Linked DNA regions of Ovis aries: all the other regions are linked to region 3. Evidence: chromatin contacts called from public Hi-C data. All regions are on one chromosome and are shown on one strand. The core of a region is the stretch at or near the end of the contact, and the rest is flanking DNA. Distances in the headings are between cores, read along the strand shown.

Region 1 (2,922 bases), core at 71-2,570, 450 kb before region 3:
AACGGAGCAACTAACAGTGGGGATTTGAAGACACATTAGGAGCTCAAGTCCTGCCACAGGTCAAAACATCAAAACACCCTGCCATCCTGCCCACACTGTTCAAGTCTGTACATCTCATTAAGCGTCACCAAATCCCTCAAGATGCTCCCTCCATCCTCACAGCCAATCCACCACTGACACCATCAACACAGCTTCCATCTGCAGGACTCTCTTGTTATCTCCGCACTGTCACCGGTGCTCAGGCCACAGCACCTTCTGCTTGAAGGGACAGGTGGGAGCAGGGCTCTGGAGACACACTGCCTGGTTTCCACCTGTACCATCTGGGCAGGGGTCTGTTTCTGCATCTGAGCAATGGGGGTAATGACAGCGCCGACCTCACAGGGTTGTGAGGAACAAATGAGCAAACATTTGTCAGAGGCTGAGAACAGCACCCAGAGTGTTAACTTGTATTAAACGCTCAGTGTCTCACCCTCCTTTACCGTATGTCACCTCAACCAGGCTTCTTTCTTTCGACATTTCAAAGATTAATAGTAAACTTCTGATTCCACATATGCCAACAGTATACTTCCCCCAGCTCATTCTTATACTTCCATCAGGTCTGTGCTTAAATGTCGCTTCCTCAGAGAAGTCTTTATTCTAAGTCCCTTTCATACTACCCTAGTTTTACAGCACAAATCTCATCACAGAGACCCAACCTGACCCAACCCAAACCCAAAAAGTTTGAAAACGCTGATTTTGAAACTCCTCAGTGTTCTCTCCCCACTAGGACTGTAGACCTTGAGGGTCGGGACGATGTGACTCGTTCATCTCCGTGTTCCCAGGACCCCGCTCCGCGGCCGTCGCACGGCAGGTAGTCTAGAAACGCCTGGGTAACATGTGAAGCCCTGACTCCAGCGCCAGTTCCTCCAGGGCACCGCGGCCCCCGGGAGCAGCGCGTTCAGCGCCTTCCCAAGCTCACCCAGCGCCGACTTGGGCACCTTTCCCTTGGCGGAGTTCCGCAGTTTCTGGGCCTGGGTCGCCTTCGCCTTCCGGGTCCGCTTCATCGGAGCTTGGCTCGGTTTGGTGTGTCCTGGAGCGGCGCCGGGGGCTGTAAAGAACGGGCTCGGGTCGGAGGGCGCTCAGGGTTCCCATCCCACCGAGGCTAAGACTGGTTTGGATCGTTTGGCGCCCTCGGGGCTCCTGCCCCCAGCCCCTGCCACCTTCCCGCCTGGCCGAACGTCCTCGGACAGAGCCTCCTTACCCTCAGGAGCCCCCAGTAGCTCCAAGCCGCGCCGCAGCAAAGCAGCCGACATAGCTGCCCTTAGTTCTGCCCACACAGCTCAACTACTTCCGCCTCGGCCCCCGAGGTGGTTTCGGCGGAAACCTGAGCCAGAAGCAAAAGTTCCACAGTGAGCGGACGGAAGTGCCCACCTTCCTTAGAACGCATGCGTAAGGTTTACTAATCGGCGGAAAGGGGGCGGGATCTGGAGGCGGGGCCAAAGCGCCAAAGAAGCATTGGTTGTCCAATCGCAACCCAATCAACCGTTTGCGAGACAGGCGGCACCTTCCCCCGGAAACCGCCCGCCAGTAACTCAGCCTCGTAGGTAAAGCCTCTGCGGTCTGGCCGCTACGTAGTGGGCAAGGCCGGGGAGGGGACTTAGTATTCTCAGTTTTTACGAAAAAGGGAAATATATTTTTGGAAATATTTTTTCATATACTTCAACCAGAGCAACGTTTACTTCGGCGTGAGAATCCAGCTGTCTTGCCTTAAGCCAGATATTAAAGATATTTGCAAAAATGCAAAACAGTATCAGTGGGTTTTTAAAAAAACTATTTTGTTTGGTTTTGAAAAATACAACCATTTTCATTAAAATACGTCAGTTACGTTAATATGTGAGTTTGTTACTGTTATTTTAAATTAATAAATATTTTAAAATGTATTTGTTTTATTTTCTAACGTGGTAACTCTCATTAGATAGTTACATATGCAGAAGCTCTTTGGGATTCTGACGTTTTTTAAGAAGGAAGAGGACCTTGGGCCACCTCTTGGGTAGCTCAGTGGTAAAGAATCTGCCTGCCAGTGCAGAAGACACAGGAGCCACGGGTTCGATCCCAGAGTCAGGAAAATCCCTTGGAGGGGGAAATAGCATTCCACTCCAGTATTCTTGTCTTGGAAGATCCCATGGATAGAGGAGCCTGGCAGGCTGCAGCCCATGGGGTTGCAGAGAGTTTCTTATATAAAATATCGATAGTTTGAGAAATCCTGGCTTAGAAATTAGTGCTCTTCTTGCTGCAGGGAGGAGCCCTGTCTTGTTCACTGCTGCTGCACTCCTAGCCCAGTACCTGGCATGCAGAAGGCACTCAATAAATGAGTGGTGAATGAATTCGGAGTACAAACATGTTCTGAGGGCCTTTTGTATACTAGACCCTGTAGAGTGTAGGACATGGAGGTGACTCAGTTGCTCCTGTGTAAATGAACCTGACTAACCTCCACCAGCTTGTCCAGAAGGGAGAGAAATGCCTAAACAAACATTAATAATAACAAACTACCTCGAGGTGCTGTTTTCAGTGTTTTACATTTGTTGGCTCACTTACACCACCCCCCTCGCTCTGAAGTAGAAACCACTGTTTCCCTCATTTTACAAATGGCTCAGAGGGGCCAAGGAACCTATCCAGGTCACATCGATGGTGTCAGAGCTGGGAATAAAGAAAGACCATCGGGCTGGAGCATTTATGCATTGCTGGCCTGTGCCAACCACCCAGGATGCGGTGTGGGTCAGGAGGTCTCTGGAGAAGAGCTGGCAATGTGGGAGGGGAGTGTCCGGGGCAGGAGGACCCTGTAGTGGGGGCCTGTCCCTTGGGACAGGTGTAGCCCTGAAGGAGCAGAGGGCTGGGTGGTTTCCTTGGCATCAGGGCCACAGATTTGTCCTGAGGGCTTGGTGG
Region 2 (2,895 bases), core at 157-2,656, 270 kb after region 3:
GGATCCACCTGCCAGGGACACCGGGGACCAAGGCAGGCATGATCCCCGCCCACACCAAGTTTGCCATCAATGGAAAAGGCCAACAGCACTGAACTCTGGTGAGAGTTATGAGAGAGGCCTATATGAAATCTGAGGTGGGACGGGAGAACACTACAAGGGTGGTCCATCCATTTTTTAGTGAATCATGAAAAAAAAAAAGCAGAAATGGAAAGGTGACAAGAAGTTATTGTCAAAGATGAGATCTTACAAATCTTGAGATTTAATCAGAACTTTCAATATCCCTTAAGTCTTACAGTTACTGGGAAAAGGGCCACCTCAACCAACAAGCTGAAACTTCAAAATGGACATCCCCTTATAGTGAGACACTCAAAAAAAGGTAATTTCAAAGCAATATAGTAGCTGCTACTGTAGCACAAAGGGAAGAAAACATTTGAATCTGGTAAGAACTGAGAGCCTGGAGCCACATGAGCTATCTCAAGACGGTCAATCTCCTCATGCCTTCACTTTGTCACCTGAAAAATGGGGATCAGAATAATGGCAGGCATTTACTGAGCACTTACGCCGCACTGGAGAGTAGTGTATTGTATTATTTAACAATACCTGAACAATTCAGGGCCCTCACATGGATTTAATGAGATTACTTGTGTAAAGCACTCAGGTCAGTGCCTGATACCTAGTGAAAGTGAAGTGTTAGTCCCTCAGTACCCTCGGACTCTTTGCGACACCATGGACTGTAGCCCACCAGGCTCCCTCTGTCCATGCAATTCTCCAGGCAAGAATACTGGACTGGGGTAGCCATTCCCTTTTTCAGGGGATCTTCCCCACCAAGGGATCGAACCCGGTCTCCTGCATCGCAAGCAGATTCTTTACCGTCTGAGCCACCGGTGAGACCACCATAAACATTAGTGGGTTTATTATTAGTGGCCAACCAGAGGGAAGAGTGGGTTCATCGGTGACATTTTCTGACCTTGAGTAAGATGTAGTGGGAAAGACGTGTCCCAGGGCGGAGAACTCAATGCCGATTTCCCCTGTCTTGTACTTGTCTCAGAACCGTGCTGGGGGCCCGGCAGGCGGCAGGAGGGGAGGGGAGGAGACAAAAATAATAGCAAAAAAACAGTGCTTTCCAAATGTCTTGGACATCAATTTGATGTCCTCAGAGCAATCCTAAAGGCGGGTCTTAATGTACCTTTTTTCGGATGAGAAAACTGAACGCAGAGCTGCGGAGGTAACTTGTGAAGCACTGACCACGTTTCTCGTAAAACCAAGAGAAACGCTTTAACCCTCAGCAGCGAAGAGCCTAAAATCTGCAGCCCTGAAGGCTCTGGTCTCCCGGAAACCCCAGGGGTGGAACCAAGTGGAAGAAGTCCCGCCCACAGACTTCCGCTTCCGCCCTCGCTGACCCAGTCAGCTCCGGCGGGGTCCAGAGTCCGGGATGGCCGCAGGGGGCGACTGTGGCGGGCGGGAGGCGGCCTGTGAGTACGATAGCTATCGCTCGCCGCTTGCTTCCCGTTATGCCAGCCCGGAGATGTGCTTCCTGTTTAGCGACAAGTACAAATTCCGGACCTGGCGGCAGCTCTGGCTATGGCTGGCGGAGGCCGAGCAGGTAACGCATCTGGAGGCGGGCCCCGCCCTGCACGTGCCAGGCTGGGACTTAGTGCGCGGGCTGAGCCTCCCCAGGCAGCTGCCCCGCTATTTTCGGCCAGGTGTTCCCTTTCCGGAGGAACGGCCCCAGGAAGGCCAGGGCAGGAGGCCCAGCAGTCGCCACCTGTTACCTCACACGTTTTAATGGTGGAGGGTTGGAGATGGACGGTGGGCGGCGAGAAGTGCAGTTACCGTTTCCGGGAGTAAGTCTTGGCGGTTCCTGTAGGAGTGCACCGCCGAGTGCTCCTTCTGTGCGGTTGTGCTCGCTTCTGCACACATCTTTACCCGGTTAACTCAGAAAGACTTTGCAGACTAGGGCGCGGTTTCCCACGTTATAGGAGAGAAGACCAAGCCTCGATGATGTGCCAGTGAGATATTTGCTTCTAACCATTATGACAACCCACTCCAGTATTCTTGCCTAGAGAATCCGATGGAGAGAGGAGCCTAGCGGGCTATACAGTCCAGGAGTCGCCAAGAGTCGGAAATGACTGAAGCGAGTTAGCACTCCTATAAATAAAGGAACCCGGTGTGAACCCATGACCATGCAAAGCCTAACTGAACGCCCAGCCACCTCGCCCTCCACATGCCTCTGTGTAGTCAGAGACCTGTCACTGCAAAATACACATTTCCTGGGCCATTTTTTCTTCTTCACTAGACTGCCTTTTTTTGTCTCTGGGGAGAGAGAATCAGGGTAGGGGGTTATTAGATGCGAGTTATGGGTTCTGAGAGCTTCATGTAGAGGTATTCTGCCGAGCGGTTTCAGAAATAGCCCCAGAAGGATCTTCACAGAAGCGCTGAAGGAAGCATGAGAGTGATCCAGAGAGCTATAAAGTTTCCGAGGAAAATGCCACACAAGCAAGATGGCAGTCCTCTCCGAAATGACATTTAGTAACCTCAGAAACAATCTGAGTACCTACCTAGGACCAAGGTATAGGGTCCCCGAACAGGAAACTTTCTTCCTAAATTTTACACCCTTCCTATCACCTTGCTCAAGAAATAAAGTAGTACATGACACTAGCAGACACAGTACTCTGTAATGGCTTATATAGGAAAAGAATCTAAAAAAGTGGATGGATATATGATAACTGATTGATTTTGCTTTTCACCTGAAACTAACACATTCTTTTAAAGCAACTATACTCCAATAAAAAAATTTTTTTAAATGCTAGCAGACATTTCTACAGTGCCTGCTATGTGTGCTCAGCAGTTTGAAGACCTTAAAAATTAATTTACTAATTCTCAAAACAATTCTTT
Region 3 (2,983 bases), core at 171-2,670:
GCCACAGGAAAGAATTCAATGGCCAGGAGCCAGAAACACACCTCTTGCACAGCATCAGGGGCTACTCTGGAAGCTTTCCAGAAAGGGCTGTTCTATTTGCATACAGTAAATTATTCCTAAACCGATTTATTCTCTTTCCCTCTTTGGATGCTCTCCTTGTTTCTGGCTCTTCAAGATTCTCTCAGAAAAGAGTGAGCTGGAGATGGATGGGTGGGAGTTGGGAAGGTAGGCTTGAAACAGAAGGCTGGTAGAAGTATTCATTTATTTACAAAGTGGAGAAAATGACCATAAAGGTAAATGGGCTTCCGGTCAGGAAACACCAAGACTGTTTCGTTTAGGGTGGGAGGAATGCGTGCTGGAGAAGATACAGTGGAGGCAATGATAACCTATCCATAGCTTTAGTCCCCAACAGTGTCACCTCCAGAAACTGAGGACCTTAGGCTCTGAATGAAACCTTTTGAAGATGCAGGGTTGGCTGACAGGAACGATTCTAGACTAAGGGAGACACTAAAGTACAGTGAAAAGAGCTTAGGCTTTGGAGTCAGATCTGGGACCAAATGTTGGTCTACGAACTATTTTCTATCTAGGTGACCTTGGGCAAATATCCTAACCACTCTGGAGCTTTAGTGTCTCGTCTGTAAAATTTAGAGAACCTATAACTCACAGCTTTAATCGATAGTCCTTGTAAAGAACTCTGCACAGTTGGCACAAAGTGGGCACGCAAGCGGTACGCAAGCGGGTAATCGTTATTTCCAACTACAGGCCAAATGAACAGTCATCCAAACGGCCTAGCAAACAATTAACAGTGCGAAGCTGACCGACGCGCCTATCTGCCCAATAAGGTACCAGGAAAGAACTTGGTGGAGACAAACCAATGGCATTAGCCCTTGTTGTTGGACGGGCTTTCTTGCCGTTCCACCAATAGTTTGAAGATTTGACTAACGAGTGACATGCTGACAGTCCAATGACTCACAACCAGCCCACACTCAGCACTTCTGAGGGGATAAATCAAGGAGCCGGGACGTATAGATTCCGTTATTAGGCAGTACTGGATGAAGAGAGGAGCTTAGGGGGAACAGCGCGAGGGCGAGGCACTAATGAACTAATAAAAGGAAAAAGACGATGGTTGCGCCAACTGAGCTCGGCCGCCATCATGCTCTAGTTTCCCCTTCGCTTCTCCGCGTCCGCGACCGAGGAAGCGGCCTCTGGGATGCTGAGGGGGTGTGTCCCCGAATGATTGGCGCAGGCAGCTCAGCCAATCCTAGCTCGTCAAACGGAACGCATTTGACCAATGAGGGGCGACGGCTGCGGCGAGGCATTGGAGGGGCGGAACGGCAGCTTGACGGGCACAAAAGCCAGCCAGTGAGGGCCGGCAGCATCCTCCCTGCGGCCAATGGAGTGGGGCTCTGGGCGGGGCCCCGAGTGTTTGTGTTGTGGTTTTGGGGGAGGGAGGCGGAGGGGAAAGTTTGTTTATTTTGTTTTTAGTTTCTGGGGTCCCCGTGTTTCTCGGAGGTGAAGCGGGAGGGATTGACCCCCTCCCCCGAGCCTCTCAGTCCCCCTACTACGTCGCCTCCATAGCCTGCGAAGGAGCGGGGACCGCGCGCATCGCAGCGCATCGCCTCACAGCGGAACGCCGCGCACTCGGAGCCGGCACGGCTCGGCGGTGAGTGAGGACCGACGGCCACCGCCGCCCTTCCCCTCCCCCTGCTCACCGCCCAGTCAGAGCCGGGCGGCCGGGTGGGCGAGGACGTCCGCGGGAGCGCGCGGCGCGGGGCCGGCCTGTCAAGCTGAGGTGCAGCGTGTGCGTGTCCTCGCGAGTGAGCGCGCGCGGCGGGGAGAGGGCCGGGAGGGGCGTGAGCGCGCGCGGGGCCGGCGGGGGCGGCGGCGTTGGGCGCGCGCTCCGCGGGGCGGGCGTCTGGTGGGTTTGACCCCCGGGCGGGGAGGGACGCTGGCGAGGTCCGCGCTCGGGGCAGGGGCGCCCGGAATGGCCGGGTCGGGGCGGGCGGGCGCACGCGGCGGCGGCGGGCGTCACGCGCCGGCAGGTGTGAGCTGGGGGAGGGCTTCCGGGTGGGCCGGTCAAGTCGAGTTCGCTTCCCGTCGCCGGGGCACCTCGAGGCCGGGAGGGGTCCCCATCGCGGCGGAGAGCCGAGGCCCACGGAGGCGCGTCGGGGCCCCTTGCGCGTCAGGCCTCGGAGCCTCCCTGTCCCCACCTGTGTGCAGGACCTGCGTGACAGAGTGAATGCGCTCCCCTGCCCAACCCTGGCCGGGGGTCCCAACTCCACCCCTCACCCCGGAGCCCTGCCTGTGTGGCCTCCTAAGAGTCGATTAACTCTTCCCCAGGGAACGGAGGGCGAGGAGACTATCATCGGACGACCAGCCAAAAGTGTTTTCTGCCATTCCCTGGTCCTGCGCCCTTGGTTTCAAACTAGTGGGTTTCCACAGTGGGCTGAAATGGACTATGTAGTGGCTGAAGACACCCAATAATGGTAGCCTCTTGTCAGTGACCTTAAGGCCCAGCCCATCCTCGGTTCTTTGAACACCAGGAGTTAGTCTAGGTCTTTTCAGGCTCCCTGCTTTTTCACGTATCTGCCGGCTGCACTATTACTTTTTAGCCTCGGTGCTAAAGGTTGAAGCCAGGCATAAGGTGAATTCAAGTTGGCGATTTGCTTACAGTATAGGCAAAATATAGAACAAAATTAGCCAGAGATGTTTCTCCATAGTCAGTGAATAAAACGTTGTTAATTACTGTTCCCCTCCCCCAGTAGTTAAGCACACAGAAATAAGATATATAGAAATCTTACATTTTAGCATTTTGTGCAAGTTTAACAATAGCGGCTGTTTTCTTCCTAGTTGTGGGGAATTTCAATGGGATGATAGTTTCCTAATGATTCGGGTGGCTTTGGCACTATGTTTAGCTTTTGGTAGTGTTACGTAAATGGCTCTTAAAAAGCAGAACTTTCAGCACGTTGACACCTCTACCGTG

Evidence for each region. Hi-C and Micro-C count contacts between places; a contact is called where the count stands out from the background.
Region 1: a Hi-C map of hypothalamus shows a contact between it and region 3, with 4 times the contacts expected there. The contact joins the promoter of RPS19BP1 here to the promoter of TNRC6B in region 3. A contact is called at or near these places in 9 of 16 Hi-C or Micro-C datasets (blood, hypothalamus, liver and 4 more).
Region 2: a Hi-C map of hypothalamus shows a contact between it and region 3, with 4 times the contacts expected there. The contact joins the promoter of ADSL here to the promoter of TNRC6B in region 3. A contact is called at or near these places in 8 of 16 Hi-C or Micro-C datasets (blood, hypothalamus, liver and 3 more).

What each region holds. Positions count from the first base shown.
Region 1 is chr3:216,775,375-216,778,296 of ARS-UI_Ramb_v3.0, forward strand. RPS19BP1 (ribosomal protein S19 binding protein 1) reads right to left here and starts at 1,321. Exons shown (of 4, transcript XM_004007001.5): 1 at 1,241-1,321; 2 at 959-1,087. The coding sequence starts at 1,292.
Region 2 is chr3:217,491,076-217,493,970 of ARS-UI_Ramb_v3.0, forward strand. It overlaps ADSL (adenylosuccinate lyase), which reads left to right and starts at 1,407. Exons shown (of 12, transcript XM_060413572.1): 1 at 1,407-1,472. LOC106991094 (a long non-coding RNA gene) reads right to left here and starts at 1,357. Exons shown (of 2, transcript XR_003588544.3): 1 at 968-1,357.
Region 3 is chr3:217,223,036-217,226,018 of ARS-UI_Ramb_v3.0, forward strand. It overlaps TNRC6B (trinucleotide repeat containing adaptor 6B), which reads left to right and starts at 1,421. Exons shown (of 25, transcript XM_060413567.1): 1 at 1,421-1,663.